2 separate regions of the Rattus norvegicus genome follow, and region 2 is linked to region 1. A link is a contact called in public HiChIP or PLAC-seq data. All regions are on one chromosome and are shown on one strand. Each heading gives the region's core, a stretch centred on a gene start, on an enhancer-like site or on the middle of the called end of the contact. The rest is flanking DNA. Distances are from core to core; before and after follow the strand shown. Region 1 holds the start of Stk40 (serine/threonine kinase 40). Region 2 holds the start of Map7d1 (MAP7 domain containing 1).

Evidence for each region. HiChIP or PLAC-seq counts read pairs in DNA pulled down with a chosen protein or histone mark.
Region 2: an H3K27ac HiChIP or PLAC-seq map of oligodendrocytes shows a contact between it and region 1, with 2.5 times the contacts expected there. The contact joins the promoter of Map7d1 here to the promoter of Stk40 in region 1. A contact is called at or near these places in 3 of 12 Hi-C or Micro-C datasets (the A7r5 cell line, frontal cortex and mammary epithelial cells) and 1 of 1 datasets of contacts at active chromatin or transcription factors (oligodendrocytes).

What each region holds. Positions count from the first base shown.
Region 1 is chr5:143,663,570-143,668,649 of GRCr8, reverse strand. It overlaps Stk40 (serine/threonine kinase 40), which reads right to left and starts at 2,950. Exons shown (of 11, transcript NM_183056.2): 1 at 2,800-2,950.
Region 2 is chr5:143,834,815-143,839,894 of GRCr8, reverse strand. It overlaps Map7d1 (MAP7 domain containing 1), which reads left to right and starts at 2,874. Exons shown (of 18, transcript NM_001109438.1): 1 at 2,874-3,171. The coding sequence starts at 3,126. LOC134486990 (a long non-coding RNA gene) reads right to left here and starts at 3,055. Exons shown (of 2, transcript XR_010066635.1): 1 at 2,623-3,055.

The sequences.
Region 1 (5,080 bases), core at 1,701-4,200:
CATGTGGGAATTCACAAGTGCACCACAGAGATTCTCTACTTTGAGCCATCATACATATAAGTATGGTGTACCACATGTTCATCAAGCATGACACTTCCTGCTGATGCTAAGTCAAGCTGCAGAGCAGCCTCGTTAGAGGGGACTCCAGAGAACCTGACATCCATCCTCCAGTTCACACTTCACAACGCTATCTATCAGCCAGGTGTGGAGGCACAAGTCTGAAAGCCCAGAGCTGGGGAGGCAGAGGCAGGAGGATCAATACAAATTTGAAGCCACCCTGGTCTACATAGAGAGACCCTGAACCACAGGGCCAAACCAATCTTATTTCTCAGCGGTTCTCCTACTTTTCTGGGGCCTGGGGCAGGGTTAAGACAGGGTCTCTTTATGTAGCCTTAGCTGTTCTAGAACTCACTGTGTAGAGCAGGATGGGCTGAAACTCATGGAGATCTATCTGTTTCTGCCCCCTGCCCAACAATACCATGGCTAGCTCTGCTTCTGCTTCTGCAAAAGGCTTTAGGAGAGAGACAAATCTTCATTGCTGCTGCACAGCCTGGGAAGGCCCCATTTTCTTTTCAGAAAGAATACATAAAATGCAGTGCTCTCTTGACCCTCAGAACAAACAGCTCAACGGGACACAGCTCTAGTTCCTGTGAATTGCATCAAGTAGTTTCCAGATCTCTCCAGCAGTCTGCCATGAAAACTACCATTCAGCAAACATCTACTGCACAGTGAATGCTGAATCCTAACTCTGCCACATCGGTCTTGATCCTCACAACGGCCCTATTGGGGAGGCAGTCCTCCTGCGTCTTTTTACAATGAGAAATCTGGGCAGAGAGAATATGTGGCTAGTTGAGTTGGGATTCGAATCAGATCTATTTGAGCCAAACAAGCTCTTAACCTCTCCATTAAGGCACAAGAGAGAAAATGTAACACACCCTTATATCTGGCCTTCTGGTTGCCAATGGCTTAGGCAACCTGAGATCTCAGAGAGAGAAGGGCACTTTGGGGAGCACTGCAAGGGGTTATACACCTAGCATTGATCCAGTATGTCCATACCAACTCTCCTCTTGGAAGCATGTGGTGGTCTCTGATGAGGTGCCTCGCTCTTTCACCCTCCTTGGCTCCTCACAGAGAATGTGATCTAAAATACAGATCTAGTCCTGTCACTCCTCAGCTCAAAGCTTTTTACTGGCCTCTCACTGGCCCGGACACAAAGTCCCAAATTATCAGTGAGATGCTCATTTTTTCATTAACTTATATTGCTTTACTTTGTACCCTGTTGACTTCCATGCAACTCTCCTGACCCAGCTGAGGTTGTCTCTCTCAAATTCTCTGTATTTTTCTCCAAACATCTCCCATTTTACCCTCACCTGGCTAAGCCTCCCCTTTCTCTCCTTCTAGACTTGGCTCCTGTCACTACGGTCCAGGCTTCCTAGACTGAGCTAGCAGCTTCCCATACTGGGTTCCCTCAGCACTCGGTTCCTGTTGCTTTTCTAGATCACATTTCAACTCTCTGCTTGCAGGTCAGTTTCCTCTAACTAGACAGCGAACTGGTTCAGATAGGGACCTCTTTATTATGTGTTAACTTAGTTCTCCACAAGGACTCTTTTTGCCACTACCAGTGTTTTGCAAATGAAGACACTTACGAACGGTGGCAGGTCGGGCAACCATTAGGCTGCTGCACCAGAATTTGAATTTAAGGATTTCAGAGGAAGGTGACACACACCTTTAATTCCAGAATTTAAGGAGTATGCCTTCAAAACCTACTAATACCACACAGCACTTGGCTCTACAGGCCCTTTTGTTATGTGAAAAATAAATGAATGAATGAATGAATGAATGAATGAATGAAGACTATCTCTGGCAGGTCGAGGTCTAACCTACAAACTGACATAACAGGACCTTTAAGGAGGAACTCACTGCAGTGTTTACAAATAAGGGCTGTAGGATTTTGCTCTTCCTTATCTCATGCAAAACTACTCAGCCAAGAGGGAAAGGCGCCCAGCCCAGCATGACTACCCTCTTCCTCAATGATTCTGAAAACCAGCAAAGCCAACCGGTTTCCTCCAGTGACTTAAAACAGAGCAAAGTCTATCCTGCCACTGAAAGCGGCTGTCACCTCTTCCTTCCGCCAACAACCTGGGGGAGTGGGGGTGGACAGAGAAGCCACCAGGAATCCGAAAGCTCCTACCCAAGATTGAAAGGTGGGGCCAAGCATTGTAGGAATGGGCGGACCTGACCAGGGTGGCAGGTGAAACACACTGACCACAGCAAGCTCCCCAACGGTGAAGACCGGCCCAACGTGGATCTGGCAAGCAGGTAGCTGTGACTCGCACCTGAACGCCGCCCAGGATGTGAAAATTCCCCAGCAGCGATGGTGTCGGTGCCAACGGGTGAGGGCTCCGGGAGGAAAACCTTGGCTGGCTCTCCTTGGGGACTAGTCCTAACTTTCAAGTCACTCTCTGGGTCAGAAGAGAAGCATGGAGAGGAGGAGGGGGCTCTCTCTCAGGGAAAACCTAGAGCGGGCCAAACGCCGGGTGCTTCGCTGACTGGCTGAGTGGGTCTGGGCAAGGCGGGCAGTGCCCATTTCCCAGGGCTGCGGCGAAGACCAAGGCTCCTGGCAGTCGACGCCCCCGCCGCCGGGAAGGACAGACCCCGGTGGCGGAGGAGGAATTCACTATGGCCATTCTGGTCGCGCAGGTCGGCTTCGGGCTGTCACCGGGGTCCCCCTGCCACGGTGGCCCGCCCCGCCAGCACGCAGCCCCCACCCGGCTCTGCGTCCCGGGACCCCCCGCTCACCTTTCCCGGGGGATCAGCGCTGCTTGCCCATAGTCCGCAGCCCAGAGCCGGGGCTGCTCGGCGCTCCGTCCCGGTGGCCGGGGCCGGGCCGGGGGCGTGGGAGCCGCTCACCGCCGCCTCCCAGCGCAGCCGCCAGAGCTGCCGCCGCCGCCTCCCTCCATGGCTGCGGCGCCGCCACCTGACAACGGAAGTGACGCATAGGCCCTCGGCCCCGCCCCCCGCCCCCTCGCCTGAGTCTGGGGTTGGTGCGCCATCTTCAGGATGGGCGGAAACCGTCAGGCAGGCGGCACAGATTAGATCGCCAATTGGTTCTGGGTGGAGTCTGAGTCAAAATCTGTAAAGCGATTGGACAGTTAGGGGGCGGTACTTACCGCTAATCTACATCTACAGTGAGACTGGGACTGAGGCGCCGCCCCGCTTTGGCTCTGCAGAACCTCGTCGACTTACTGCTCTCCTTGCTGGGGTTGGGGAACACCTCTAAGTGGCTGCAAAAACCGCCAAACTGCACTGCATTCTTTAGAAAAGTGGCCTTTCTTTGCTCCTCATTTCTCGGCTTCTGGAAATTTATGTGGGAAAGCGCTGAAGTTGGGTTCAAGAGAAGTCACGAATTGCTGTCGCTACTGTCACAATTCATTTCACTGTGGGCCCTTCAGAAACCCCAAAGATGGCCTAGTTCTTCTTGGACATCCCTAGAGTCTTGTCCAGGGAGATTGCAGTGAAGAGTTCCAATGAACGATCTCAGCCGGCTGTCTACCTCACTCCCTGCTGCCAGTTTCCGTCCCTTTCTCCTCCTTCAGCAGCCACGCCCTCCATGAATCAGCTTCTTGCACCAGCAGATGAGCCCTTTAAAGGGATTGCATCAGTCTGGTGACTCACTGGGGGCCCTCGAAAATCCTGGCTTCCGTCCACTGCTGTGTAGAAGCGGCCAGAAGGGCTCGGTGGCAGCAGTACCAGCGGCCATAGTCCCACTCCTTTGTCTCAGAGTTAACAAGTGTACTTGATGACTCTCAGCTTTTTTCTCCCCTCCCCTGGGTCATTCTGTTTCCACGTGTAGACTCACGTGGCCACGACTAAGCCCTGCTAGGAGTAAATGTTTGTCACATTTTCACAAGGTATTGCTGGGACAGGAAGGCTGGTCTTCATGAGGTCCCAGTCTGCATCCTTTCTTAGTCCCTTTGAATGCTTGGTGGCCACTCAGCTGCAGATAATGCTGAAAAACTAGTAATAAGAGCAGCTCCCAAGGCCTTGGCTTTGGGAAGCATTTTTAGAGACCTGTTTACAAAGGCAGAAGGTAGCACTCAGAGAGGGGAACCTTTGCCATGACACTCAGCTAATAATAGTTGGACTGTGGTTTAAATAAAGTTTGGTGGATTCCAAAAGGCTAGCGCTTGAATCTCCGTTGTATCACTTACAAACTAGGCAACTCAGTGTAAATCCTGATTGTCTGAGTGGGAATAACACATCACACCAACTCTGGGAGGACCCGAAGAGTTTCACATCCAGCTCACCACACCCTATAAATGCCCACTGGTCTCAGTCAGGGAACCTCTAGGAGGCACATGACCCAAAGGCAGGGCATCCAAAAGCCAGGCCCACTTTGCTCCTCTCTATGACAAAGTGGAGAGAGTAAGGATTCCGGAAGCCCTGCCTTTGACACAGAGGAGTCTTGGGTTTTCTCTTAATTATCAGTAAGATGAATCACTGGGCGCTGACACCACCATCCCAACTCCGGGTAGGCTCTCAGCTGACTCAAAATATAGACGTTTTAACAAAGCAGAGGAGGAGAAAGAGGGTAAGGAATAGAAACTAAAAGTGCCAGCCAGAGGAGTTAAAAAAAAAAAAAAACAACCAAAACTGTCATCAGGACACCAACTCAAGGATCTCTGGGACATACATGCGTGGTGACAGTCTCCTGCTGGCTCTCCAACTCGGGCTCACTGGCAGATGGTGCTGCCATAACAAAGTGACACCTGTCACAACAGCTCAACATGGCTTCTTGAAGAGGGGTAGGCAGATTGGACTATCACAGAAGGAGGGGAGGAGACCTCACCCCCAGGAGCGTCTTCAGACTATAGAACTGCAGTCCTACTTAGCAGCTGGTTTTCAGCTTCTCTGGGTCCAAGCTCCAAGGCCTGAGTATGGCAAGGTTTTGGTGTTGGTTTTGCTTTTTTGATGCATGGGACCAAATCTATGGCCTCTTCTGAGGTAGAGGATATATCACCACTGAGCTGTATCTCCTCTGCTTTTGTTTTTGAGATGGAGTCTTGGTAAGCTGCTCAGG
Region 2 (5,080 bases), core at 1,625-4,124, 170 kb before region 1:
ATCCTAGATGATCAGATACAAACACACATTTCCAGTTCTCATATCTTCCCCAGCTTGGAACCTCTTGTTCTTCGACCCATTTAAATCCACTGTCCTTCTTTATTCCTGAACTCTCGCCCCTGTGGGACTCTTATGGCTCCCATCTTCATCCCAGGACTGGGAGGTAGGAGAAGAACCACCCCAGAGGGCTGGCCCCTTGCAGGGTCCTGCTCCGGAAGTATTCAATATAAACTGTCAGCGTGAGCCTATGTCCAGCTCTGGACAATGCAGGCCTTAGACCACTGGCTTCACAAAGGACGGTCACAGACTCTAGCATCCATATGAACACCTCATCCTGCAGATGGGATGACTAACAGCAAATATGGAAGGTCATCTTAATCTTCTTTTACATCTGAATTCCCACGTCATCAAAACCACCACCACCACCACCACCACCACCATCATCATCATTTTACACAGCAGTTCCTGTATACCAGGCTCTATGTTAAGCACTCCATTTGCATTGTCTTACTTGGTCTTTACAACGACCCTCAAAATATTTCCTGGCACTATTTATTTATTGTGAAGCACATCTCATACATCCCAGTTGCCCTCATAATTGCCTCATAGCCAGGGATTTTTATTTATTATAGTACTATTTCAAGGGATTTTCTTATATTCTTTACTTCTTTTTTTTTCTCTTTTTTCTTTTCTTCGGAGCTGGGGACCGAACCCAGGGCCTTGTGCTTGCTAGGCAAGCTCTCTACCACTGAGCTAAATCCCCAACCCCTATTCTTTACTTCTAAAAACTGGACGCATTGTCTGGCAAGGTGGTGCATGCCTTTAATCCCAGCACTTGGGAGGCAAAGACAGGCAGAACTCTGTGAATTCAAGGCCAGCCTGGTCTACAGAATGAGTGCCAGGCCAGCCGGGACTATCCTGTCTAAATATATATATTTTTTTCTTTTGTTTGTTTTGTTTTTCAAGACAGGGTTTCTCCGTGTAGCCCTGGCTGTCTTGGAAGTCCATCTGTAGACCAGGTTAGCCTCGAACTCAAAGATCTGCCTACCTCTGCGTCCCGAGATGTACTATATTCTTAATTCTAATATGAGTGCAGAGATTAGAGAATAACTTGCAGAAATTCGTTCTCTTCTACCGCGTGGGCCCCAGGAATCCAATTCAGATCATTGAGTTTGGCTGAAAGCACCTTTACCCAACAAGCCATTTCCCTGAAGCGTCTCTTGAACTTCTGCTCCTCCTGCCTCCGCCTTCCAAGTGCAGGGATTGCAGGCCTGACTGTGCCATCATGCCTGCTTGATGTGGCGCTGCAAATCAAGCCCAGGGCTTATGCATGCTAGGCAGGCACTGTGGACTGAACTCCACCCCCATCCCCACTCCTGTGGACCGAACTCCACCTCCAGCCCCACTCCTGTGGACCGAACTCCACCCCCCAGCGCCACTCCTGTGGACCGAACTCCACCCCCCCAGCGCCACTCCTGTGGACCGAACTCCACCCCCCAGCCCCACTCCAGTGGACAGAACTCCACCCCCCAGCCCCACTCCTCTTATTTTATCAACTTTAGTTTCAGGAGATTTGTCACCCGTTAGCGCTAGTTGCCGGCCTTTTAGCCCCACCCTTTTCTAAAGTCACTCGGCCTCCAGTCCTGTCCAAGCTTCCCAACTCCCACAGGGTTCAAAGCTCCAGTTACCTACTACACTTCTTAGGATAGAGACGGCTTCTAGGTTGCCTGAAACCTCTGCCATCTTACTTTCTGCCCTCTCCCTTTGAATGACTGTTCTGTGGAGGTGCTCTAAGGAAGGCGGGTCCAGTAGTTTGGAAGGGGAAGGAGGGGCAGGGAGACAGTGCCTCACTGGCCCTAATCTGTGGACAACGAGAGAACTGACCTCCAGGTCAGGACAAAGAGCAGGGCCAGGATAAGCAAAGCCCAGCGGCCCCTCCTCCCTCCCTCCAGTCTGGTCCTCTCTGCACCAGCACCTCCACTATCGATCCACTTTCCCAGCAAGCTCCCCGCACCCTGTCCCAGGCCAAGCCTGACTTGGCTCGAGGCCCTCACCTCAGCGGGCATAGAACCAGGAGATAGGAGAGCCCACTCCAGAGCACAGAGCTGTAATATTTTGGGGGAGGAAGGTGACAGGCTCACTACTGTTTATCGCGATGTGCCATTGGAAAGAAAATCCTTCTGGGGAGATATGGGGGTGGGGTGGGGTCTTCTGATGAAGGTAAGGGAGGTTCAAGGCTAGGACCACCCAGTTTGGAGCAGGGAGGGCCCCAACAGATTAGAGACCTGAGTAAAAGAGCCTTACAGGGTTGTAATTACTCCCAGAGAAACAGAGAAGACACCAACCCTAGGGTGCAAGAGGAAAAGCGCCTTTGCAGCTATCACCAATAAAGAGAAAGGATAGCCCATTTAGGAGTCTCCATGAGACCGTTCTTCAGGCGTTGCAACGTCCCCCAGGAAGATTTTGTCTGAGGCAGGCTTGGGAGAGAATTTAGACTTGACGCTGAAGCCTCCAGCATCCAGAGAATGGGGGATCCCAACCCAGCTCCCCACTCCCCCAGTCCCAGCGGCCGGTGAGTCACCCGAGAGCTCCCTACATAGTCTTCAGGCGCGCGGCACGTACCAACCCGCGGCCGCAGGGGGAGGCAGCGTGGCCGGCAGCGTGCCCCCAGCTCGGCGTCTGCCCTGCGGCGACCACAGAAGGAGCGTCCCGAGTTTCTCCGTGCTGCATCGCAGGGCGGAGTCGGAGCCCTCTGGTGCTGCCCGCTGTGGCTCCGTACTCCATAACTGCGGGGGCGGTCGTCCCCCGCGCACTTGGTACATTCACAGAGGCCAGGCCCAGCCCGGGCGGTACAATAGGGTTGGGCCGCGACGAGGACTCGGCCGGCGCGGGGCAAAGCAGCAGAATCGCGGTCGCGGAGGACCGGCCCCGGGTAGCCGGCTACTCTGAGCTTTACTAGCTACCGGCCTCGACCTCTCCCACTCCGAGCGCGGCCGCCTCTGAGTCGTTGCCCGCAGGGCGGGCCGGGCGGGATGCGCCGCGGGACCCCGGTCCTGGCCTCCGGCCGTCGCCGCCGCCGCGGCTGAGACCCCCCCTCCCCCAAAACCTCCTGTGACGCCGCAGCCATGGAGAGTGGCCCGCGTGTGGAGCCCGGCCCGGGCGCACCCGCAGGTAAGCCGGGAGCCACACAAGAGAACGGGAGGGAGGCCGAGTAGCCGCGGGGCGGCCAAGGATGAGGCTGGCGGCTGGGCGGGGACCCCTCCCCCGCCGCGCCCTCTGACCACTTAGAAGTTTAAAAATAAAGGCTGCGGCGGCCGCCGAGGCTCGGGGCCACGGACGCATCTTCTGACAGCTGCCTCCTCCCCCCATCCTCCGCGCCGGGACGCACGGGGCATCGGGATCCGTGGGAACCGGTTAGGGAATCGATGGGGTGACCCTTCTGCCGCAGCCCGGTGCCATCCTCTCTTCCCCACCCCCACTCTCCTTCGAGATCCACCCCAGACTGAAGATCCTCTTTTACTGAGCTGGAACTGCTGTCTTCTCCATCCTCCGTGGGCACGTGTGACCTTAGCCTTACTGTGTGTGTTAGGGGACCAGATTCTCAGGTCTGGAACCATGCATACCGAAGCTAGGCCCTCGTACCCCCACGCCCAGGCCCTGGCCCAGACCTCGCCCCCACCCCATCCGTCCAGCTGCCGCGCAAAGGGCCTGTTGCTGTTGCGGGCCGACCGGGAGGGGAGGGAGACGAGGGGGAGGTCTCTAGCGGTGGCTGCCAAGTAACCCGCCGGATAAAGGCGAGGGGGAGGGGGAGGCGGTATTGTTTGGGGCGCGGGCGGGAGCTGGGGAGTGGGCCGCCTTCCCAAAAGCCAGGCCTACTTCAGAGCCCACCCAGTCTGATTTGGGACAGGAGTGACAGAGGTCCTGCCGGCACCACGTCACTTTTCTGGGCTGGAGTCTGTAGAATGAGGTGAACGCTCAAGGATGGCACCCCCGACGTGCCACATCATTCCCCCAGACTGAGGTTTTTGGATGCTTACACACACACACACACACACACACACACAAACTGTCTCAATGTGCTAGACCACCAAAGCTCTCCTTTCCACCCCTCACCCCACCAACCACCAGTGTCCTGGACTTCTGCAAATCCCATTCGATCTGGGAGCAGCTGATGAGGGGGTGGGGACAGAATTCTGGTTGGGCCTGGTGTTGGAGGGAGGACTCTTTCTTCCTGGAAGGGGAGGGAAAAGCATGATTATGAAGACCCAAGTCCTGATCCACTGACACAGTCATCCCCACACCCCCAAAGAGTTCCCAGCCTAATCCTGTCACTTCCCTGCCCCCTGGGGTGTGGGGCCCAGAATAAAAGAGTATCTATAGGTGTGGAGAACACCCAGGATGAGGTGGGGCTGCTTGGCTGTGGGTGGGCTCCTCCCTGTGCCAGTCTGGGTGCTTGGAGGGGACCTATGACTTGTAAGAGGACACAGAAGAGTGGTAGGCTTCTGGAGGTTTGGTGACTGTGTTGGCAATGAGGGTGGTTGGGTTTGTCTTGGCTCTACGGAGCCTGAGAGGGAACACCTAGGGAGGCTCAGCCTGGTCTAGCCATCTGCTTACTGGTACTTTGCACCTGAGAGTCCTTGGCACTGGGGTGTGCACAAGAGCCTGAATGAGGGCAGAGACACAGCCTTATCTGTGGCTGGATTATAATTAGGGCACTTAGGTGGGTGGCCCAGACTGAGTATGAGGGCAGGGATGAGAGGCTTGACTCTACTAAGGGCCTAGCTGAGTGGGATGCAGAGGCCTGGGATGAGAAGACTCTTCTGTACACAGGGATCTAGGTGGAGTTACACGAGAAGCTGGGTCAGGATCATGGCTTGTCCCTACACATTGAGAATCTGAAAGTGACCGAAGCAACGGCTTCCTGGGGATAAATGACAGGCCCATAGCATGTGCCAGGGGAATATGGGGCAATGGTCTGAGTCTCTGAGTGTTGGTGACATAACCCTCCTCTCTTTGGATGCTTAGTTGTACACTGAGCTGTAACAGACAGCATGGGGTAGGGGACAAGGGTGGCACCCAC